Regions from separate parts of the Arachis hypogaea genome. Here region 1 is linked to region 2. Evidence: chromatin contacts called from public Hi-C data. All regions are on one chromosome and are shown on one strand. The core of a region is the stretch at or near the end of the contact, and the rest is flanking DNA. Distances in the headings are between cores, read along the strand shown.

The links. A called contact is a pair of places that touch in the nucleus more often than the background predicts.
Region 1: a contact with region 2 is called in a Hi-C map of an unstated tissue, with 4 times the contacts expected there. The contact joins the promoter of LOC112757960 here to the enhancer-like site in region 2. A contact is called at or near these places in 5 of 8 Hi-C or Micro-C datasets (leaf and an unstated tissue).

The regions. Positions count from the first base shown.
Region 1 is chr16:9,050,126-9,057,814 of arahy.Tifrunner.gnm2.J5K5, forward strand. LOC112757960 (two-component response regulator ARR8) reads left to right here and starts at 4,137. Exons shown (of 6, transcript XM_072219238.1): 1 at 4,137-4,394; 2 at 4,873-5,275; 3 at 5,425-5,528; 4 at 5,639-5,716; 5 at 6,157-6,227; 6 at 6,340-6,977. The coding sequence starts at 5,158. The coding sequence ends at 6,697.
Region 2 is chr16:9,006,333-9,013,191 of arahy.Tifrunner.gnm2.J5K5, forward strand. No RefSeq gene overlaps it. Among protein-coding and RNA genes, the nearest start is that of LOC112756361, 11 kb to the left of the region's middle. Within about 2 kb of position 3,764, at least 3 of the 3 cell types and tissues checked have open chromatin away from gene starts, as enhancers often do.

The sequences.
Region 1 (7,689 bases), core at 2,887-5,386, 44 kb after region 2:
GTTGAGAGTTTTTGGATTTAAAGTTGTTCTTGATGTGATTTAGAAGGAAAAAGTGCTTAAGGACCACCTGAAAGTTTAACCGAATTAGGAGCAGCAAAACCAGGTAGGGTTTGGTAAAATTAATCTTGATTGATTGTGTTTGAGTTGTGTGATTATGATATGTTTTGGTTATGCTTGAAATTGATTGTTTATATGAGTGATTCTTGTTGAAATTTTGGTGAAATTTTGATGAAATTTGATGATATTCAACTCTGTGTTTGTGTTCTTCATGGCTGCTGAAAAACGAAACCCTAACCCTTGAATTGAGGTTCAATTTGTGTTTAAAACATGTAGAAAAGATGGGGTTTTAGTGGCTACTAATTTATTATAAATTATAGTAAAAATCGGTTGCTGAAAAGACTGAAAATTGGGTCATTACAGAAGCGAGAACGTGGATTTAAGTAACGCAAATATAAATTTGATAATATTATTAAAACTAAGATTATATTTTTTTATATTTTTTATAATACTTTTTATTTTTATTTCTTAAATTGATATATAAGTATTTTCAAATATTTAGAAAAACATCATGTTAATTTTAACAATATCTTTTTAAATATGTCAAATTTGTATAATTATTATAGTTATCATATATAACAATAATTATCGTACCATATTGTCCATACACCAAATCAAAATTGGTTAAATTTATCGTTGGACTGTTAATTTAAATGAGTAGACTTTTGATTATAATAATATAATATATGGTTATAAAAATGAGAGAAATTAATGATGAATTATACCCGTTTAACCTTGAAAAAACCTAGAAATTAGACTAACTTGCCGATTTAAATAGATTCATTTTATTTCGTTTAGCTTTACTTTTTAACTTTTGTAATTTTTAATTTAGTTTATGTTATAATAATGCAAAAGTAATTAAATAATTAATATAAACTCGTCATTATAAGGAAACGCAAACGTGTTTACTGTTTATTAGGAGCTAAAAATTTTATTTGTTGTTCGAAGACGGTCATTAACATTTTAGTTTAACAAAATATTAACCCATTTTTTAATTAATATGTATTTAAATATAAATATATTATATTTGTTATTAACTCATTTTTTATGTATATTTTATATTTTAATATATATTTAATATTAATTCTTAATTTTTAATAGTTAATTTCAGTGTAAACCTATTATGACTATTAATTTAATAATAAATATACTATGACTTCACCATATGTCATCTTTGAAGTTACCGTAAAACGAATCATTAGACAGGTGATTATTTAATTAATCTTGCTGCTGGATGAGTCCGAATCTTTTTCATTAGTCATGATATATAATTATTAATAAGCCTATATATATTATTAAAGAAATTTATAGTCAAAATAAATATATCTCACAAAAAGATTCATATATATCATATGACGCATATCACGGCTTCTTTTATTTCTTTAAGAAAGGCAAGAAATGAAGGGATAATTTATTTGAGAGCATTTCTTTTTATATTTCTATAAACATACACATGATGCATTTTAAATCAAGTAATAAAAAAATTCCATGCATTGAGTAGCTTAAAATGTAAATTATTAAAAGGAAATAATCTTAAATAATTTTCACTTGATGGTAATTTCTCAGTGCAACAAAAATATATATGAGAATGTGAATAACAAAATGAGCTTTGTTTGGCAAGTACTTTTCTCTACTGAAATTTAAACTTATATTCTTATAGGATAATGCTAGCTAGACAAAAAAAATCAGTCAGAACTTGCCTTATTTAACATTAATTAATTGTCATAACAATTAATGAATTCTAAATAAAATAAGTTATGATTATTTTTTGCTGATTTTCTTTGGTTACCAAACATTTTCGTTCTTATCAATAAAGAACAATGGTAATTTCAATCAACAATAAGAAAACTAGCATTATTTATTGAAAACGTTATGAAAGTTAATTTATTTCAAAGATCTCATTCACTGCACCAAATTCAGTAGATAGCAACCATTTTTTTACGGCGATTGCTAAATAAAATTTAGCGGCAGTTGACACAACGAAAAAATTCAGAATTATTATTACAATATTCATAATTTACAAGCTTATTCGCATATAATAAATAAACTTTTTGTTATTTATTTGTTGTGGCCTAGGGTTTAAAAGTCGCATATAATTATGAAATTTTCTTGTAAACTAAGCAACGTTAAATAGGACGTTGGGTTTAAAAATTTTGCTATTTTAAATAGTTGGGCTAAGATTAATTAGTTCCCTTTTAAGAGAATTGAAAGGGAAAATGGAGATAAAGTCATCCTGAGTGACTTGACCTATAATGCAAATAAAGACTTTTTCCCCTCTCCAAAAACAATATATATATATATATTGAAAAATTCCACTCCTCTTTTTTGAAAAATGATAAAATGACACATTCTTTTTCTCTATTTATAAAATATGCACTCTCTTTTTTATTAATTTTAAAAATTTCTTCTTTAATCAATTTTAAATTTTTTGTGTTAACTTTATCCATTTTTTAAGAAAAAATAAATTATTTTTTACAAAAATATCCTTTAGTAAAATTTTTTTATTAAATTTTATTAACTAAAATATCCTTTAACAACTTATTTTTTATTGATTAAATTGTATTTTTACCAAAATATTCTTTTAAAAAAATTTTAATGATTAAATTATTTTTTTTCTAAGATACCCTTCAATAATTTTTTAAAAGATTTTAGAAAAAAAATTAACTATTTAATTTTAACGAAAATTTTGGTAAAATCACAATTTAATAATTAATTCAACGAAAATTTTAAAATCACAATTTAATAATTATTGAAAGGTATCTTAAGAAAAAATAATTTAATAATTAAAAATTTTTTAAAAGAATATTTTGGTAAAAATATAATTTAATTAATAGAAAAAATATTTCGGTAAATAAAATTTAATCACAAAAAATTAAATTTTTATTAGAATATATTTTTGTAAAAAATAATTTATTTATTTTTAAATAAATAAAGTTAACTTTAGTTAACACAAAAGATTTAAAATGAATTAAAAAGAAGATATTTTAAAAGTTATAAAGAAAATAAGTATACATTTTATAAATAGATAAAAAAAATCATTTTAATTGCACTTAGCAAAACTGAACGATTACACATGGGCCATAAGGTTTGAGAGAAAGATTCAATGATGAACATTCCATCATACTTGCATGTAAAAATTTCATGAAAAATTAGTATGAACATTTGACTAAATGGACAAAATGAGATGAATTAGCAAAAGAAAAGAAAAAAGAAGAAAGAAGGAAAAAATGGCATTGGTCTTGGTCCTGAGGGCATGGCCATAATGGGATGGGAGAAGACAATGAAGTATTTAGGGGCAAAATTGGCCCACTAATTAGTGCCTTTTCACTTTCTCGTTTTCTGCCATGTGCCTCCTTTCTTCTTCCTTCAATATACATCAATGGTCCATAACATCCCTATCTTCTACCACAATGGAATATATAATGCTTTGTGCAAAGTCAAAAAAATTAAAAATAAAAATTGTACATTCAATACTGCATTTGAACAATGTTGAACCCTAATATATATTTGTAGAGAGTCAATATAATTCTCATACCAAATATTGTTTGACATTTTCAATGATGCCTATTATTTTTAAGAAATGTTGAGATATTTTATTTGAATTTAATTTTGATAAATTTTCGTTAATTTTACATATGTATCTAATTATATGATGTACGTCAATAAAAATAATTATTTTTTATATTAAATATATAAATAATTATAAAAATAAATATAATTAAACAAATATAAAAAATATTATATATTGTTTATTAGTCAAAATTAAACTTATTTTATGTCTTTTTTTATTTTTAATATTGAATTAATAATGATATTTTTTTTTTAATTGTGAATGGTTGTAGTATTAATCTCAGATGTAAAACGGATTAATTTGGGATAAAGAAATTAGACTAAATTAGATCCTCTAATTTATGAGATACAAAGATCATATTCTCTAATTTTTGAGATCGGATCATCCGATTTCTATTTAAAAAATAAAAAAAATTTAAGGTACATAAATCAAATCTTCTGATTTTAATATGTTTCTCCGTTTTAAAAAATATAAAAAATTACAATGTTAAAATATATTATTTATCTCATTATTATGAAGGAAAAAAGTAGCCATTTTATGTGTGTTCCAAACCAAAATCAAAGAATAGTAAATGGCCTAGGGATGAAAAATAAAGAGCAATGTAAAAGAAAATGAAAAATAGTAAAAATGAAGTGGATGGAGAGATATGAATGATGATGATGATGAAGATGATGATGATGATGGGCATGGGAAGCAAATCTTAAAAGGGAATCAAAAGAAAATGGCCTGACTTTGCCACTTCTATCCCCCACCTGCCTAAGATATGGTAAGCTCCACATGATTTCATATTTTTCTATTTTCTCATTTCACAAACCCACCCTTGCTGACATCACCTGTATCTCTTCTCCGGATTTTCTTGGGCCCCACTCTCTCTCTTACACATTCTTTTCCTCTTTTGCTTTCTTCCAACTTTCTAATTTCACAAACCCCATTTTCATTTTTTCCCCTCTCCCTCTTTTTCTCTCACATATATAAATTAAGCCCACCTCCCTCCCTCAACAACCTATAAATAAAATTAGGATTTTATTAAAACTATTAATTACATTTTTTATAAAAAAATAAAATTTAAACTTTTAGTAATTTTATTAGTAATATAATTTTAACATTATAAGTTATAACACACATTTATTCCTCTATTCTATTCTTATTTGTTTTGGATAAAAAAAAGTTATTATCATATTTTTTCTTTTGCATTGTTTGCCATGTAATTCAACATTAGCTTGGAAAAAATTTTATTTTGCAAGATTTGGGATGAAATCTGGTCGGATCTTGCTTTGTGGGATGGGGATTTTGGTGGGTCTTATTTCTTCAATACAAAGCTCTTAGCTTCTTCTTCTTCTTTTTCCCATCCTATCCCATCTTCCTCCCATAAACACAAAAGCCATTCCTTTCTTCCATTTCCAAAGGGAAAAGAAGAAAAACCGTTTTTTTTAACACACCCACTTTCCCATTTCTTCATCACATCCTCTAATTTAGATCAAAGGTTCCAACTTTAATCTTTGCATAACCCTGAATTGGGAAGAAGCATAATGGGGATGGCTGCTGCAGCTGCTACAGAGTCACAGCAGTTTCATGTGTTGGCTGTTGATGACAGCCTCATAGATAGGAAGCTTATTGAGAGGCTCCTAAGAACTTCTTCTTACCAAGGTACACTCTTTTTTTCCTAAATCAGACAACAATCTAAGAAAACAGAGAAACAAAATTGTACCCTTTTCCTTTTTTTTTTCTTCCTTACCTTTCTTATGTATGTGTCCTACTATGTTGTCTGAGTTGTGTGTTTTTACCTGAATTGGCAGTTACTACAGTTGATTCTGGGACCAAAGCTTTAGAATTTCTGGGCTTGCGTGAGAATGATGATGGCACCCCAAATACACCTTCTATTTCTCCTAACAATCATCAGGTACGGATATTAATTTCAATTTTGTTATTTTAAATTTTGAACCGTGGATCAGTATCAATGTTATTATTATTCTGGGATTCTGAAAAATTAAGGATTTGTTTTATTTGTAGGAGGTGGAGGTGAATATGGTTATAACAGATTACTGTATGCCTGGGATGACCGGCTATGATTTGCTCAAGAAAATCAAGGTATGGTTATGGTTTCTATTCCTGTCTCATCTCTTTTTCTCTTTCAGTCTTTCTGGCTAATATTGTTTCTCCTTTTGCTTTTAAAGCAACAAGAATTTTCCATTTTGATACTGTGTATTCATCCCAATTTTCTGCTATTGCTGAAAGTTGTCAACTTGGAGTATAGTTTTTATTATCTCTTGGAATATTATTATTCCCATATATGCTTTTTTTTTTTCTTTTTTCTGTTTTCCACTCAAAACAAATCAGGATCACAATATGTTGCAAATATTTTCTTCCTAAAAAAGGGCCATGCTTTTTTATCAGCTGGATTTGATTTGAGGAACAGGATTTGGTTTGGAAATTACTGAAATTTTCCATGGTCAATTATTTCAACTGGAACCAACAGAGTTAAGAAATTTATAGGATTTTGTTCTGATTTTTCTTTTTTTTTTTTTCAGGAATCTTCATCTCTTAGAAACATACCAGTGGTGATTATGTCATCTGAGAATGTGCCTTCAAGAATTAGCAGGTAATAGGGGAAGGGCTGAAGGAGTGTTTCAAACATTTCAATTTTGAGTCTTGTTTTTGGAGAGGAAAAGGAAAAAAAATATGTTCTGATGAATCTATGGACAATGAAACAGATGCTTGGAGGAAGGAGCTGAAGAATTTTTCTTGAAGCCAGTGAGGCTTTCAGATTTGAATAGGCTCAAACCACATATAATGAAGAGGAGCAAGTTGAAAGATCAAGATCAAAAGCAAGTGATACCAGAAAAGATTGATACTTTATTAGAAGTTCAAAAGCAGCATCAACCACAAGAAGAAGCACAGCCACAAGTGCAACCAAATTTAGAACAACAACAACAACAACAATCACTGCAACAAAACAACAACAATAACAATAACAGCAGCAACAAGAGGAAGAGCATGGAGCAGAGCCTTTCACCAGAGACCACTGACAGAACTAGACCAAGATACAGTGGCATAGCCACTGTGGTATGATCATAAATAATCATTTTCATTGCCTACCAAAGTATAATTTTCTTGAGTTTCACAATGTAATTCTCTCTCATATAACTTCCTTTTTCTTTTTCTCTTATTTTTTTCACATTATGATTAACTTCAGTGTTGGTTGATATAGATCCTTATAGGAGTGTAGAAAGTTGTTTCCTGTACACATTTCATGGAAAATATTCCCTTCCAATTTTGTTTTCATATATTAAAAGGAAAAAAAAAGATCATATGAAGAGTAAGAAATCAGATGATAAATTTTGGGTCTAAATGAGTCTTGTTTACCAATTATCAGTTTGGTTGGAATATGGGACCAATTAGAACCTTTGAAAAAGGGATTTTGTTCCTTCAAATCACTTGCTTTGTAACTTTGTCTACATAGTGTATGAAGAGTGTAAAGTTTTGTTTCATTAGGCAGGTGCATTAACAAGAAAGAAAATGGGATAACAATTAATGCAAAAAGAAAAATGGAAAATCGATTTAGTCATTTATTTTCATGAATGAGTTTGGTGTACATAAAGCTCATTTATAAAAAGTGTATCCTTTTTACTATTTAGGAATCACAATTTTTTTAGTGGCTTGATGGGGCGAGTATTTGCAGGGATTTACCCGCGACATGTTAAGGACTAATCCGTCGCAAATCTGAGCTCCATTTAAGGGTCTGCCACTGGCCAATGAGTTGCTGCATGCACAAGGCGGGGTTCGAACTCCCGACACTTGCTTAAGCGGATAAGTGAACCGATCACTCAACCAACCCAAGTTAAAATTTTTTTTTTATTTGAATCAAAAGAAAAATCGATGTGATCAGATGTCCATTTTTCGGGGTTTTTTATATGCCTTAAACAATTACATTTTGGGCCACAAACCAAAGGTCCTGTATTTTTGGCCAGATCGAGAGCCCATGTGTTAAATAAGAACATTGTCCTATGAAATAACGATCATTCCCAGTGAGTGAGAAACTGCGGATGCAAGTGTAATGGGCT
Region 2 (6,859 bases), core at 2,514-5,013:
AATTAAAATGAATCGCAAAAGTAGCCTAAGTCACGAAAAACTCAATAAAACAAAATTGAGTACTAGGAATACCAAAAGAGATAAGGAAAAACTAAGAAAAAGGCTGCTTTGAGAATCAAGGGGATTCAGAAAAGCAAGCAAGTCCCAAAGAAAAGGTTTTCTCCACAAAAGATCAAAGAGTCAAATAAACCACGAAAAGCATGTGCGCATAAGGTAACTCAAAACACTTATCCAAAAAGGGCATTTATTTAACGCTAAATTAAACCCCTATTAAAAGGGGGCATCACTGTTTTGTTTACGGCCTTAAAAGGCCAAAATTGTTCAAAACACCAAACAAATAAATATAAAGAGTTCAAAAAAGAGGGGCCCACAAGCCGGGCCCCGATAGCCAAAAATCACTTTTTTAGATCACCACCAGCAGGATCAGGGGGAACGCCAGGGGTAGGAGTTGAAGAAGAAGTCGGAGGAACGGTAGAAGAACTCGGAGCGTCCTTAGAGCGAGGAGGGGACTCTACGATCCTCTGCCCCCGAGTCTTTAAATCAGACTCAGATTCCACTATGGGGACAGGAGGATCCACGATGGCACCATCAATAACAACCTTATCAGGGTCCAAAGGAGAAAGGTCCAAGTCAGGAGCAATAACCCCGACCTGTTCCTTGAAAATCCTCCAGGCTTCATCAGCACCATCCGCAATAGAGTCCTCCAACTCGGTGTAGGCCTTCCGAGCGTTCAGTAAGTCGTTCTTTACAGACACAAGATCAGCAAATAAACTATTGTAGCTGGCTTGCGCTGCCTTCCTCAACTCCACCTCCATGTTGCATTGGGCTTGCAACTTCTGCCCCTTCTCTCGGAGGCTGTTCCTCTCCCCCTCCAGTTTGGCGACTTTCCCCTCCAACTCCTTCTCATGCTCCTGATATATACGGAGCCTACCCTCCAGCTCCTCGACCCTCGAGGTCGTCCCTAAAGAGCTGATGGGAGTCTTCTCAAATATATCCAAGAGTTTGCCACAAACCCCCGCCGTCTTGAGACTCTCCTCAACCACAGTAGTGAGGTAGTGCCGAACAGAAACATCATCCATACTCATACGAGCATGAGGATAGATGTTCTTTCGGACGAACGCAAGAGCGTCCGCCTCACCAGAAGCACCAGACTCTAATGTCTTGCGCTTCTTTGGCTCTGGTTCGGGAGTAGGTCGGACGGAAGGGGGTGGCAGAGAGGAAGCAGAGGAAGAAATTACGATAGGCTGAGAAGGAGTCCCAACGTTCCGAGGAGGAGGAGGAGGAGAGACAACCATCCTAACACCTCCAGACCTGGCTCGAGACTTTGCCTTGGCTTCCTGAACCCTCTGGTAAGACTCTTGAGCGTTTTTCTTTGCCATCTCTACAAAAAACAAATTGGTAGCCGAAATCAGACAAAGTCGGTAAAAGAAATTGCAAGTCGGAAACGAGCAAGAAACGCAAAAAGCTACCTAATTGTGACTGGACAAAGGACGGCGACCCCTGGAGAAATTTTTTAGTATCCAAGTATGGGGCCCTCCCCCACGCTTCTCGGAGGAACCCCACAATGGCTGCTTCTACCTCAGTTAAATCATCCAGACCATATTTCTCGCAAGGGGAGGCCTCCAGCCAATATAAAGGAAATCGGGGAGAAGAATGATCATCCAGGAAAAAGGGGTGGTGACCCTCTACAGCTTGCACTTTGAAAAAGTAGTTCTTGAAGTCATGAAAGGACTCGTCAAAAAGGGTAAAAAGTCTCCGACCTTGTATGGCTCGGAACGACACCCACTGTTGTTTATTGTTTAGCCCACTGAAGGGTTTTGTCATGTGGAAAAGATGGAAGAAAATCTTTAAAGAAGTCGGGAACTCTAAAGCCTGGCTGACAAATTGATAAATTTTCAAAAAACCCCAAGAGTTGGGGTGAAGCTGGGTGGGAGCGACTCGACAGTGACGCAAAACAGATATCTCAAAATTCGAAAAAGGAAGAAAAACACCCAAACGGGTGATCATGCACTCATACATAAAGAAAAAATGAGGGGCCGCCTCATCGACTCTTCCAAAACAAACCCGGTCTTCAGGACCCGGGACTACCAATTCGTATTTTGGTTCGTCATCCTCAGAAGTACAAATTCTGTGATGAGTGCGAAGGTTGGTAATGAACTCAGAATCGACTGAGGGCTCCTCCCCTAAGACCGTGACATCAACCCAGTGAGAGAGAGCATCTACAGAAGCCATTTCTTTTTATAAAAAAGGGGGGTAACAAACCTACAAGGGGAAAAGAAATGTCACCAACACGGTCTCTAAAGGGAGGAGGATGCGAAACTAAAGTCTACAAATCAAATTTATCTACAAAGGCATATTAAAGAACTAACCTTTATCCGGAAATAAGGGTTGGAAGCAAAAAGCCTTTGAAGACGCAAGAACGCAGCACGAACGAAGGCAAGGAAAATTTGAAAGATCGCAGAAACGAAACAACGAAAGAGAGGGAAAATATTTATAAGAACGTTAGGGGCATAACGGTAAAATCGGGGCAATCATTAATAAGGATGCACCGTTACCAAGGCTATTAAATCCCTACGCACACCCCTAACGGACACGACGCTTGATTAGACGTAACTGTCAGAACCAAAAGGTCACGAAAAATCACGTCGGTCCTCAAACCATCACATCGGTCCTCTCACAAATCGGCTACGACCCCGAGTTGAATACTCGAACCCAACTCTTAAAAATAAATTGGGCTCGAGTAGGGGCACTGTTCATACCCTGGCCCAATAAATAGGACCCAGGATCCAAGCAAAGAAGCCCAACCCAAAGGGGTTGGCCCTCCCCCAGTACCGGCCTTCATCCCCAGAAGTCGGTACTGAACACGACCTACTCCAAAGAAGTCGGATACGAGGGTTAGCTGGCAGATAACACTCGTTCGAATGAGTAACCGCCCCTAGAAACTCTCTAACCACTTCATAGAGTCATATCTTAACCTCCCTAAGATATGGGAACGGTTATCCACCTAAAAAGGTGGCACTACTTCAGCGGTGGTTATTGGTTCACCTCCATAAATACCCTGACATCCCTCAGGTATCACTAAGTCCCAATACATTCTCAACTTGCTCACACTCTTGCTAACTTAGGCATTGGAGTGTCATTGCAGGTACCACCCCCCATTCTCCCAGACGCGCAAGTCGAACGGAGGAACACCGAGTTTCAGGTGCACCAGCTGGCCACCTCCCTCACACGTTTGGGTCAACCAACGTCATCCGGCCCACTGATCTCCGGTTACCCATCGTAACAATAAATACAAATTATACTAATAAATAAGTAAAATATTCAGAGTTTAGTGTAATTTTAGTCGCAGATTGTAGATTATCTAAAATTTCTAATAATTTTCTTTTCTTTCTATTTTACATTTGAAACAGTACATGAATGACATTTTTTATTTTTTATTTTTTATTGAATTATAAGCATTTCGATAACACAAGACAGTTGACTCAAAATTTCAAAATTTTTCTATGTCATGTGAAAACCATGTCATGGATATATCTTGTTAAGGGAAAATTAACCATTTCACTTCAAATTTAGAAAACTTCATAGATAGATTCTTTCTCTGTCTTCAATTTTTTTTTTTTTCTTGTGGTGGGGGTGGGGGGTTTTTAGACTCTGACATCAACATTGACAAAAAAAAATTGGATGTGGGCCAATAAGGCCCAAACTACCCAAACCAATAAGTCACCCCAGCCCAACCTATATAAGGTGGGCAAAGAAAAAAGCCCAATTTCTATATTTATTGAAGGAACAATGCTATATCCTAAAACATAAAAGCCCAATAAAACGGTTTTAAGGCCCAAGGCCATCTGTGTTTTTCACTTTTTTTGTCATTATTTAGTTCCTTTCCATCTATTACCCTCAGTTCCTCACGTTACAAAATTTCAATTGAGTCCTGCGAATAAGTATCCGAGTATTAGGGATAATAAACATCTCATATCATAAAACCACTCATCTCAAAAGCTTAAGCTGATTTTGGGGTTCACCAAGGATTAAATTCTTGACCTTTCGGATCTAAAACTCTAATACCATGTCATGATACTACTTATCCCAGAAGCTTACGCTAATGAAAAAAGATAACACTAATGATTATATCTCTAATACTCCCTAAATCTCCATTGTACGCATTGTACAAATATTTCATTGGCTCTCCATACTTTTTCAATTTCAATACAAGGTCTTGTTTCTTGTATGTTATATAATATTAAAGCAGTATATCTTTCAATATTGATATTGTTAAAGATTTCTATATATTATTATTCCCTATTTTTATATTATATTTATACGAAGCTTGAGTTCATAGAATATTGTTAACATAAACTGTCTCAAATAAAAAATTGAGTTCTCTATTGTGACCCTATGACATTTCATAGGGACAACCAAAAACAGCATTGCCCCAAAGGGCGTTCGTAAGGGTAGACCTTGTTATGGGGGATGGGAGGGTTTATTTATTATATTTTATTTAGAGTATTTATTCACATTGAATTCAATCATAGAATACTATTTGCTAGGACATGCTAATCATCATACACATGGATCCTAGGACACTGTGCAAATCCCTAGAATGAAGCTAAAGCTAAAGGCTAAAGCAGATACGGTACATGAACCTAAACTTCCCCATATCAACCAATTTATTCTTTTATTAAAATTAAACAGGGTGGAAATGTTTTAATTTTGTTCTGTCCTATGTTGAAGATTTTACATTTGAAATTTTGAACTAGGCTGGAAGGAAGTCATCGTGTGCTCAAAGAAAAATTAATTAATTAATTAATTAAGAAACTTAAATTTGTGAATATTGTACTAGTGCCACATTTAATTTGTACTTTAATTAGGTAAAAATTCAAGTGCAGTTAATTTTACGTGAAGTTTATAGTTAAAAATAATTAAATAATTTGACTAAATTTTTATTTAACAGTTTTTAATTATCAATTTTACGTAAAGTTAACCACGCATGAGTTCTCACTTTTAAGTTAAAAGTGAAACGTAAATAATAATAATAATAATTTTAAAGTACAAAAGAATAATAATATATGAATATAGAAAATTAAAAGTGGAAATATGCTGGGGGAGATTGTTGAGGTTATAGACATATTTTTGCTAATTTATTTTACGATCAAAATGCTTAGCTATTATTAAATTCGACGACTAATTTTTAAAGGATTTACAAACATCTCACTTGACAATAGTATATAAAGTATTTTAATAATTTTTTTATCAGAAAATCTGTTATTTAAAAAAAAATAATAGTCCATCAATGGAGTAGTGGGAAAGATTGATGATTAGCTCAGACAATGTATGACAATGCATGAATAACTCAATCCCAAAAAAAATGAATGTTCGAATATATCTTTAGTATAGGAAAATGAGATAAAATTTTGCCCCTATGCTTATTAAACTTTTTAGACATATTTAATTTAGTCCTTGAGTTTTTTTTTTTTTTTGAAATAAGGTGGAATATTTAAAAAATTCAGAATTATAATATAAATACTAAAAAAAATCGTAGTTATTTCTGGCATTGTTATCAATAATTAAACGGAATAAAGTCAACCCACTCTTTGTAGTTTCTAATTGACTTGGTAATAATTTCTGCAACGTCGCACTACAACAAATCCTTAAGATAGCGACGGATATTTTGCGGCGGTTTTGTAAATGTGCCGCAAAAAGACAAAATGCGGCACATATAGCGGCGGTTAAAGGTTGGGACTGCAATCATACCGAAATTTAGCGGCGGTTTTAGCAAAACCGCCGCTATATTGCTGTAAGGTTGACATATCGCGGCGGTTTTCTTCAAACCGCCGCTATATTGCTGGTCAGGTTTGTATTTCGTGGCTTCTTTTCGAAAACCGCCGCGATATGTCCGCCGGTGACTTCTTGTTAGGCATTTTGCGGCGGTTACTTTTAAACCGCCGCAAAATGCGTGTTACCACATATTGCATTGTTCTCTTTAGAAATAACCATCTGGGTTTAATATATTTAAGTGAAAACTACTTTTTGAAGCTACATATGTTTAAATCATTCTTACTTAAACTCGTAACACTTTTTCTACATTCGGTTTACGATAAAAATTTCACAAGTTACTTGTAACCTTTATATGTTAACTCATGTGAACAATTTTACCACTAAGATTTTCTTGATTACGTTATTGGCATTTAAAAATTGCATTCAATCATGAATGTAAAAGTAGCAAATAAAATCAAACTCTGATATTTATGAAGTTAAAATAAAGTTCTAGATAGCATACATCAAAGTTACTCCTCTTTGAAGTTATGCCTTACTAAACCTAAACCAAGAATAAACATGTACAACTGTGACCCAAATCATTAAACTAACGAAATCAGCGTAACTATTATAATAAAAGATCAAAATTTCTCTCCAACATCATATTGACCTGGCGAAAAAAACTCTGTTATGAATCTTGCGGCTTCACGTTTCAGAGGATCTGATATTTCATCTCCATACCATGGCATCTTATTCAGATCAAAGCACATTTTCTTAACATGTATATCATCTTGTTTATCTTGTTGGTCTTCTAAAGTTGCATCCTCTTCATCCGGAACCTTATTCAGATCAAACTGCATGGATCTATCAACTGCGACAGAGGATACATCATCTAAAATGTCTTCTGAATCAGCCTCTTCTCCGTCTAGACTGTCAGGAACTATTTCTCCGGAATATTCAGGTACGACTGAAAATATCAACATGCACATAACAGAATGAGTATACATAGAAGGAATTGAGAACTCTGGAGTTATTAAATACTGACTTAGAAAAACAACTAAACTACAAGATGCTAAGACAATTTTAAAACTAAACACAACTTTTC